2 separate regions of the Mus musculus genome follow, and region 2 is linked to region 1. Evidence: chromatin contacts called from public ChIA-PET data. All regions are on one chromosome and are shown on one strand. Each heading gives the region's core, a stretch centred on a gene start, on an enhancer-like site or on the middle of the called end of the contact. The rest is flanking DNA. Distances are from core to core; before and after follow the strand shown.

Region 1 (3,302 bases), core at 331-2,830:
AACTCAAAAAAGATCCATCTCCTCCAGCGAGGCCCTACCTCCCAAAGGCTCTGAAACCTCTCAAAAAAAAAAAAAAAATCCCAAAAGCAGAAGATCAAATATTCAAACCCAATGGGGGACATTCTTACACCTAAAATATAATAGCATCAGAAGTGGCAAGGCATCAACGTGTACCAGCAGACTGCCCTGCAAAGCAAGATGACTGTCTGATGAAAAACTCAGGAAATTCCTAAGTCATCCACAGTGGTACAAGGCCTGTTGGAATCAAACACACTGGCAGAGCTGGAGGGTTGACGCAGCTGTTAAAAGCATTTGTTGTTCTTGCAGAGGACCTGGGTTCTTTTCCCAACACCCACATGGCGGTTCACAACCATCTATAATTCTAGTTCCAGAGAATCCAATGTCCTCTTCTGACCTCCGCAGACACCAGGTACACATGTACACACATGAAGTAATAAAATAAATAAGCCTAAAATAAAATTTTAAAACCATCGATCCATCAATGGCTATGGTATTACACTGCTTATTTACTTTTGTAATTTTTAAAGATTGGTTTGTCTTTATTTTATTTATCTTGGTGTTTTGCTGGAATGTATGTCTGTGTGAGGGTGTCAGATTCCCCTGGAACTAGAATTGCAGAGAGTTTTGAGGTGCCAGGTGGGAGCTGGAAATTGAACCCTGGTCTTCCAGAAGACATCTAAGTCACCTCTCCAGTCCGTATGCTTATTATTTTCAAAGTCTTTGACATCAAAGGAGCCATACAAATGGGTCTATGAGGGAGAATTCGTTCTACTATCTTCACTTGAGATTTTCAACTGCAAACCAATTGATACTATAAATCAAACTTTTTAGTGATAATATCTAGTAGCACAATGGACTAACTAAATATGAAATAGAAGGCGGACGAGGTAACTCTGTGATACATAATATAACCTGCTCTTATAGAAGACTCGTGTTCAGTGCTGAGCATTCACGTCAGGGAGCTCGTAAGGGCTTGGAATTGCAGCTCCATGTGATCTGACACCTTCTGAACTCCATGAGCATTCCACTAATGTATATGTGTGTGCACACACAAACACACAGAGAGAAAGAGATAGTTGCACATATACACATAATATTTTAAATAAAATATTTTAAAGACACAAAATAGTAGTTATAAATAAAATATAGAAATGGATATCTATAATAGAGCTTTGCTTATACTAAACCATATTGACCTAAAAACGAACGTATCTGACATGAATTTGTAGACACTTTAAAACTTCAATAAATAATGCTATTGGATTGGTCTAGTAATGTTGGTGTTTATTGGCTAGTTAGCTATCTTTAACACTTTGAAAATTATTTTCTGTGTCTGAGTTAGGGTTTGGAAGTGACAAGATGCTGCACTCCACCAATCTGAAGTGTCAGGATGCCCTACCCACAAGTCTGTCTCGGAGTAGCTGCTGTTTTCTGACCTCTTATCCTCTGCCAGGTAGTGACGTAGTAGTCAAGCTGAACTGTCTCATTCCACAGCTGACTCATTCGTGAAAACCACATCTAACTGTGGTTTCAGAGCTTTCTTCACGTGATGTCTGACCCTCGCTGGCTCTAGCCGGCAAGGACTTTGAAGTCTTTTGTCCTAATGCTATGATCTCAACATTTGTCATCTCCAAACCCCGTGTTGGAATTTAATTGCAATTGTAACAGAATGAGGAAGTGTAACCAAAAAAACCAATTAGGCCAAGAGTGTTCAACTATAACAGGTGGGGATAATACCATTATGACAGGATCCGTTTGGCCCCCTCTTGTCTCTTACCCTTCTGCCTTTTGTTATGTAAAGGTTCAGGCAAATTTCAAGGCTCCATATTGCAAGAAGATGACAGTGAGCTTTATCAAATACTGAAACTGTTGGTGTCCCTAGCCTAGAACTTGCACCCTCCAGAGCTTCCAGCAATAAATTTGTATTAGCATGTTTATAAGACAGTGATGTTCTGTTATAGGGGCATAAATGAACTAAGATACTTACTTTATTGCACTAAAAGAGCCCACTGGGTGCCTGGAATAAAAAGAAAGAAAACGATGGGAGTGGCCAGGCACACCTGCCACCTCCTCCTTTTCCACCCCATCCCTTTGGAAAGATGCATGGAAGTTGGGAAAGCCACCATTGTCATGGACCAAGGAGATTCAAACCAGTTTACCTCAACTGGGCAAACTGAAAGAGCGTCCTGGTTCCTTTGGCTTGTTCTGTTCAGCAGTGAGAAGAGCATGACTTCCCTGAATGGGCCATTCTTCTAGCAAGAAAGGCTGGAATACTAGAGGAGCATCCTCTTCCAGAAAGTTAGAGACTTCAGGATAAAGGATCTCCACTGGATCTGGTGTAGCTTGTCTGTCTGTCCTGCCTTCCCTTTCCCAGAATTCCAATCATCTCCTTACCACTTAATTTAAGTGACATTATCTCCTTTCTGAAAGAATATTGGACATAATAAAGTCTCTCTGGTATATTAGGGATGATACGTAGCCTTATTCATGACACTAGGTATTTACATACCAGGACAAAAGTCTTCTAAATTCAACATTTAGGAGGTAGACTTTGACGATCACCTGAGGGTTATACATAGTAACATAAACCTGTGGCCCCAGCACTCAAGAGGCTCAATCAGGAGAATCCTAAGTTTGAGGTTAGCCTGGGCTACACAAGGAGATGCTGTCTCAAACTACTACATTCCCCCAACACCCAAAAGTAACTGCACTTGGCAGAGCTAGGAATATAACTCATGGCAGGGCACTTATAGACCACATGAAATACACCTTTAACCCCAGCACTCAGGAGGCAGAGGCAGGCAGATTTCTGAGTTCAAGGCCAGCCTGGTCTACAAAGTGAGTTCCAGGGCTATACAGAGAAACCCTGTCTCGAAAAACCAAATATATATATATACACTTAGTCTGATCCCAAACATTCAAAAGATATTACTCAATGTTAAAAGTATTATTTTTTTACTTTTATATTCTACATTACCACTTTTCTAAAGGTGACTTTACAACACATAGAATGATATGTTATATATCCATCCCTATAACCTGAGAGCTGATGGCTTAAATGGTCATCACCAATGCCTCGAGTTTATTAAATGGAAGATATCTTCCATACCTCAATTAAAGATGTGAAATGCCACCCTCATTGGTCGTAATACATTAATTTAACTCCATAAGAAGTATAAATTGTTTATAACTCACACTGAGAGAAAAGGGAAGTGAAATTCAATGTCATCTAAGGGTGAGAAAAAAAATTATTCTACAGAACAGTCCATCTCCAGTAATTT
Region 2 (3,819 bases), core at 188-2,687, 110 kb before region 1:
CAGAAAATAAAATAATAAAAATAGAAAAATGCAGGGGACATAGGGAAGGTTTCGGATATGACTCCGAAGCTCTCCAACTTTGTGGTATGATTCCTTTTTTAGGTAACCATAGCTCTTAATATAGTCTAAGATGATTCCAGGTTAAGTTCGTCTTTCAAGCATTAGTACTTTTCTACTGCTGTGCTAAATTGTCGTGAGCAAACCAACTTATGGAAGAAAAGTGTATTGATGTTCATGGTTCCAGAAGGGTATGGATCTGGTGTGTCAGGGCAGCGTGGCAGCAAGCGTCTGCATGGTAACTGTGTCAGGAAGATCAGGGTAGCAGGGCAGCAAGCATCTGTGTGGTGACTGGGAAGGGCAGAGATCTTATAGCAACCATGAGCACAGAGCAGAGCAAGCAAACTGAAAACGGCGTGAAACCTACCCCTAGTGGTGTGCTTCCTCCATCATGGCTACGCCGCCCCCTCCCCAAACAGCATCACTAGCTGTGGATCAAGTGTTCAAATGCACGTGCTTGTGGTGGACATTTCTCGTTAAAAGACTACAGGTATGATTTTGATAGAATATTAATGTATTTTAAGAAAAGTGTTTACTGAAGCTCATTAATCTCACCAAAGGCCACCAACATGAATGCACTCAGTGAGATTTTATGCCACGTTAAGGATGTTATTCCAATATAGGACAACTTGCTGCCTGCACAAGCTTACAACAGAGAAAAGAAGATGTTCCCTGGATTCATTCATTACTCACCCACCTTCCAACACAGGGGAGAGGGAGGGGGAGGGGGAGGGGAGAGGGGGGAGGGGGAGAGGGGAGAAGGAGAGAAGGGGGGAGGGGAGAGGAAGGGGGGAAAGGGAGGGGGAGGGAGAAAGGGGGAGGGGAGGGGGAGAGAAAGGGGGAGGGGAGAGGAAGGGGAAAGGGATGGGGAGGGGGAGAGGAAGGGGAGAGGGAGGGGGAGAGGAAGGGGAGGGGGAGGGGGGAAGGAGATCAAAGATCACACATGAACCTCGTGAAGCAAAATACTCAAAACCTACCCTTAAAATGCTTGAAGAGTTACTGTTTCGAATATAATAACATCTGTTAAAATTCAGTTCCGAAACCGAGCTAAATCATGTAAATGAGGAGGCGCGGTAGCAAGTCTGAGAACTTAAGGGGGAAATTAAAAATGAGACGCAGTCTGTGAAAAGTTGCCTTCAGTTTGGAAGAAAGTGTGTGATCAAGAGGGCGCTCTAAGCCTGAACCAGAAAGGCCTGGGAGAAAATGGTTTCTCTCTGATTCTCCATTTCCTTCCCCTTCCCTAAAACACAGGCTTGAATCTGCCGCTTTGTGAAACCACTCGACGTTTACAGGAAAGGGTGACTTTAAGGAACTGTGATGACTCCGCAGGTGACCGCAGGCGTGCTACACCACACCGGCTCACACTACAGGCACCCACTCTGGCCAATAAGGATACAGGTGCTTTGTCCTCGCAGCTTTGTCAGCGTCTGCCTACCTACCGCACTCTCTCTGATGCTCACGCCTCATTCAAGTCTCAGAAACCTCTCTACATCCTTTCTTTTATGGGGTCTCTTCAGAATCTTACAGCTTCCCTCTGAAGTTGCACGCGCGTTAGCTGTTCCTTGAGTCTGATCTTGCGTGTAATAGTTTTCATAGTGAATAATAGTGGGTTTGGGTTTTTGTTGTTGTTTTGTTGTTTTGGTTGGATTTTTGTTTTTTGTTTTGTTTTGGGGGGTTGTTTTTGTTTTTGGTTTGGGGTGGTTTTTGTTTTTTGGGTTTTTTGGTTTTTGGTTTTTGGTTTTTGGGGTATTTTTTAGACATGAAGTCCTAGAGCTTAAAGTTGACCTGAAACTCGAGAGGTAACTGAAGGTGATCTTGAACTTCTGACCCCCCCTGCCTCTGTGTCCTGAGTGCTGGAGCTACTGACACGCACCAACATGCCTGAAGCGTGCAGTGCTGGGAATCAAACCCGGAACTTCGTGCACTGTAGGCAAGCGCTTTGCCAACTCAGGCGTATCCCCAGCCCTATAATGGCATTTTAGAAATATAACCTAATGAGTGTTTAAAACAAACAAACAACAACAAAAAAAGGTGACTTTAAAATATTGTCATTAACACAACACCTGGCACTTCTCAAGAGCTCATGAAATAAATACACACTGAATGACCATTTTTAAACTGCCTGCATTGTGTATAAGTCAACATGATATTCCTTTTTGTTAAATAACAATCCCCGTCTTTCAATCCCTGTGACAGTGTCTCTCAGATCGTTGCGGTTCTCATTCTTCTTGGTTTCCTGTCTGATTTGTTGGGATAAAATAACCAGTGACAGAGATATGGGACATATAAAGGAAGAAAATGTCGAGGAATGGAAAGGCCAAGTCCCGCCCCTCCTACAAGCCCCTCCTACAAGCCACTTTCCTACTGCAGCCCTTACCAAACAGAAGGTGGGGGCTTCCCATTCTCCCTCCAGCATGAGATGGCCATCAAGACTGACTCCTCCATTCTTTATTGCCTTGAGAGACACACGTAGTTACTCTTTCTTCTTATCAAGTGCATTAGGAATGAAAGGTAGCGTTTTATTAATTGAATTGAGCACAAAAGTGAATTTCAATGTAATGAGCCTCAGCTTGCTCTTGCTTACCTTCCAGCCTGAGTTTCAGGCTTTCCTTTCAGAGAACTGTCGAATGCTGTTTGTTGGCACAGGAGTGTCATGTTGGGAAGGTTCTTTTATTAATGATGGGTCTATAAACCCACATGAAAAGAGCGCTGTACCCGCCATCAGCAGACAGCTTTGTCGGGCTTTCTCCTTTTAAGAAGAAATCTTTAGAATTCCAGTTACAAGAGTTACAGGCTTTCAATCTCATGCCCTATAAAGTCTTATGTTCGGAGGTTAATAAAATGAGATTAATCCGGAGATACTACATGTTGTGTTCTTTTCTTCACTCCTTTCAAGCAAAATACATTAACAGCAGCAATAGTCTGGGCTGGGGAAGGGACACCAGCCCAGCCGACTGCTCGTGGAACTCAGCTGCCCCCCAGCGGCGACGGAGAGAACAGCACGATGAACAGGGTGGTCATAGCGGAGAAAAAAGACCTGGGAGCATTGCGGTGATTAACCTTGATTTATATCGACTTTCTCACATTTACAAAAGAGATGGCCCAGCAGGAGGTAGCGATGCTGAAGCCTTTAATGCAAGAGAAGCCAAAGTCTCCTGTTTGACGGAAACACCATGCCTGGCCTGTTAGGGCACACCTCTAAATCTCCATAGTCTAGAATGCGACCATTAGGAAGACCCTGTCTGAGAACAAATCTTTGTCTATGTTCCAACGATCTCCTTTTTCAAAAATTCCCAGTTTAGAACTTTCGCCTGCTATCAAATGAACTAAGAGAAATAATAATTATAAATAAAATGCATCTCCGTGTATACAGAGACGGTGCTTTAAAGAAACAAAATCACTAAGAAACAGGACTCAAGAAAATGTTCAGCCTTGGCTGCTCCTCCAGGTGCGGGTTCGATTCCCAACCCCCACATCGAGGCTCACACTCCATCGAGGCTCACACTCCAGTCCCAAGGAATCCCACACCCTCCTGGCCTCTGTGGGCACTGTACCCCCACAGTGCACAGACATGTGCTTAGGCAAAACGTCCATACACATAAAATTTTTTAAATGATTTTTTAAAAATCAATATGTTAACCATATACACAGCAATCCCACTGTTTAACTTTGAATTGGTTGTTTTTCTTGTATGTAAAATATACTGTTTGCTTTTTGTTCCAGTAATTTTAATACTGCTTTTCTTAAAAACAGGATTTTTTA

The links. ChIA-PET counts read pairs in DNA pulled down with a chosen protein or histone mark.
Region 2: a contact with region 1 is called in an RNA polymerase II ChIA-PET map of memory CD8 T cells, with 30 read pairs. The contact joins two enhancer-like sites. A contact is called at or near these places in 19 of 484 Hi-C or Micro-C datasets (the C2C12 cell line, the HPC-7 cell line, LSK cells and 10 more), 3 of 115 datasets of contacts at active chromatin or transcription factors (bone marrow-derived macrophages, memory CD8 T cells and pancreatic cancer cells) and 1 of 9 other capture datasets (adipose tissue).

What each region holds. Positions count from the first base shown.
Region 1 is chr15:28,079,604-28,082,905 of GRCm38.p6, reverse strand. No RefSeq gene overlaps it. Among named protein-coding and RNA genes, the nearest start is that of Gm31458, 15 kb to the right of the region's middle. Within about 2 kb of position 1,580, at least 67 of the 459 cell types and tissues checked have an H3K27ac peak or open chromatin away from gene starts, as enhancers often do. A contact at or near this core is called in memory CD8 T cells and pre-pro-B cells, where this site is marked.
Region 2 is chr15:28,187,434-28,191,252 of GRCm38.p6, reverse strand. It overlaps a transcript of Dnah5 not described here. Among named protein-coding and RNA genes, the nearest start is that of Dnah5, 14 kb to the left of the region's middle. Within about 2 kb of position 1,437, at least 48 of the 459 cell types and tissues checked have an H3K27ac peak or open chromatin away from gene starts, as enhancers often do. A contact at or near this core is called in memory CD8 T cells and pre-pro-B cells, where this site is marked.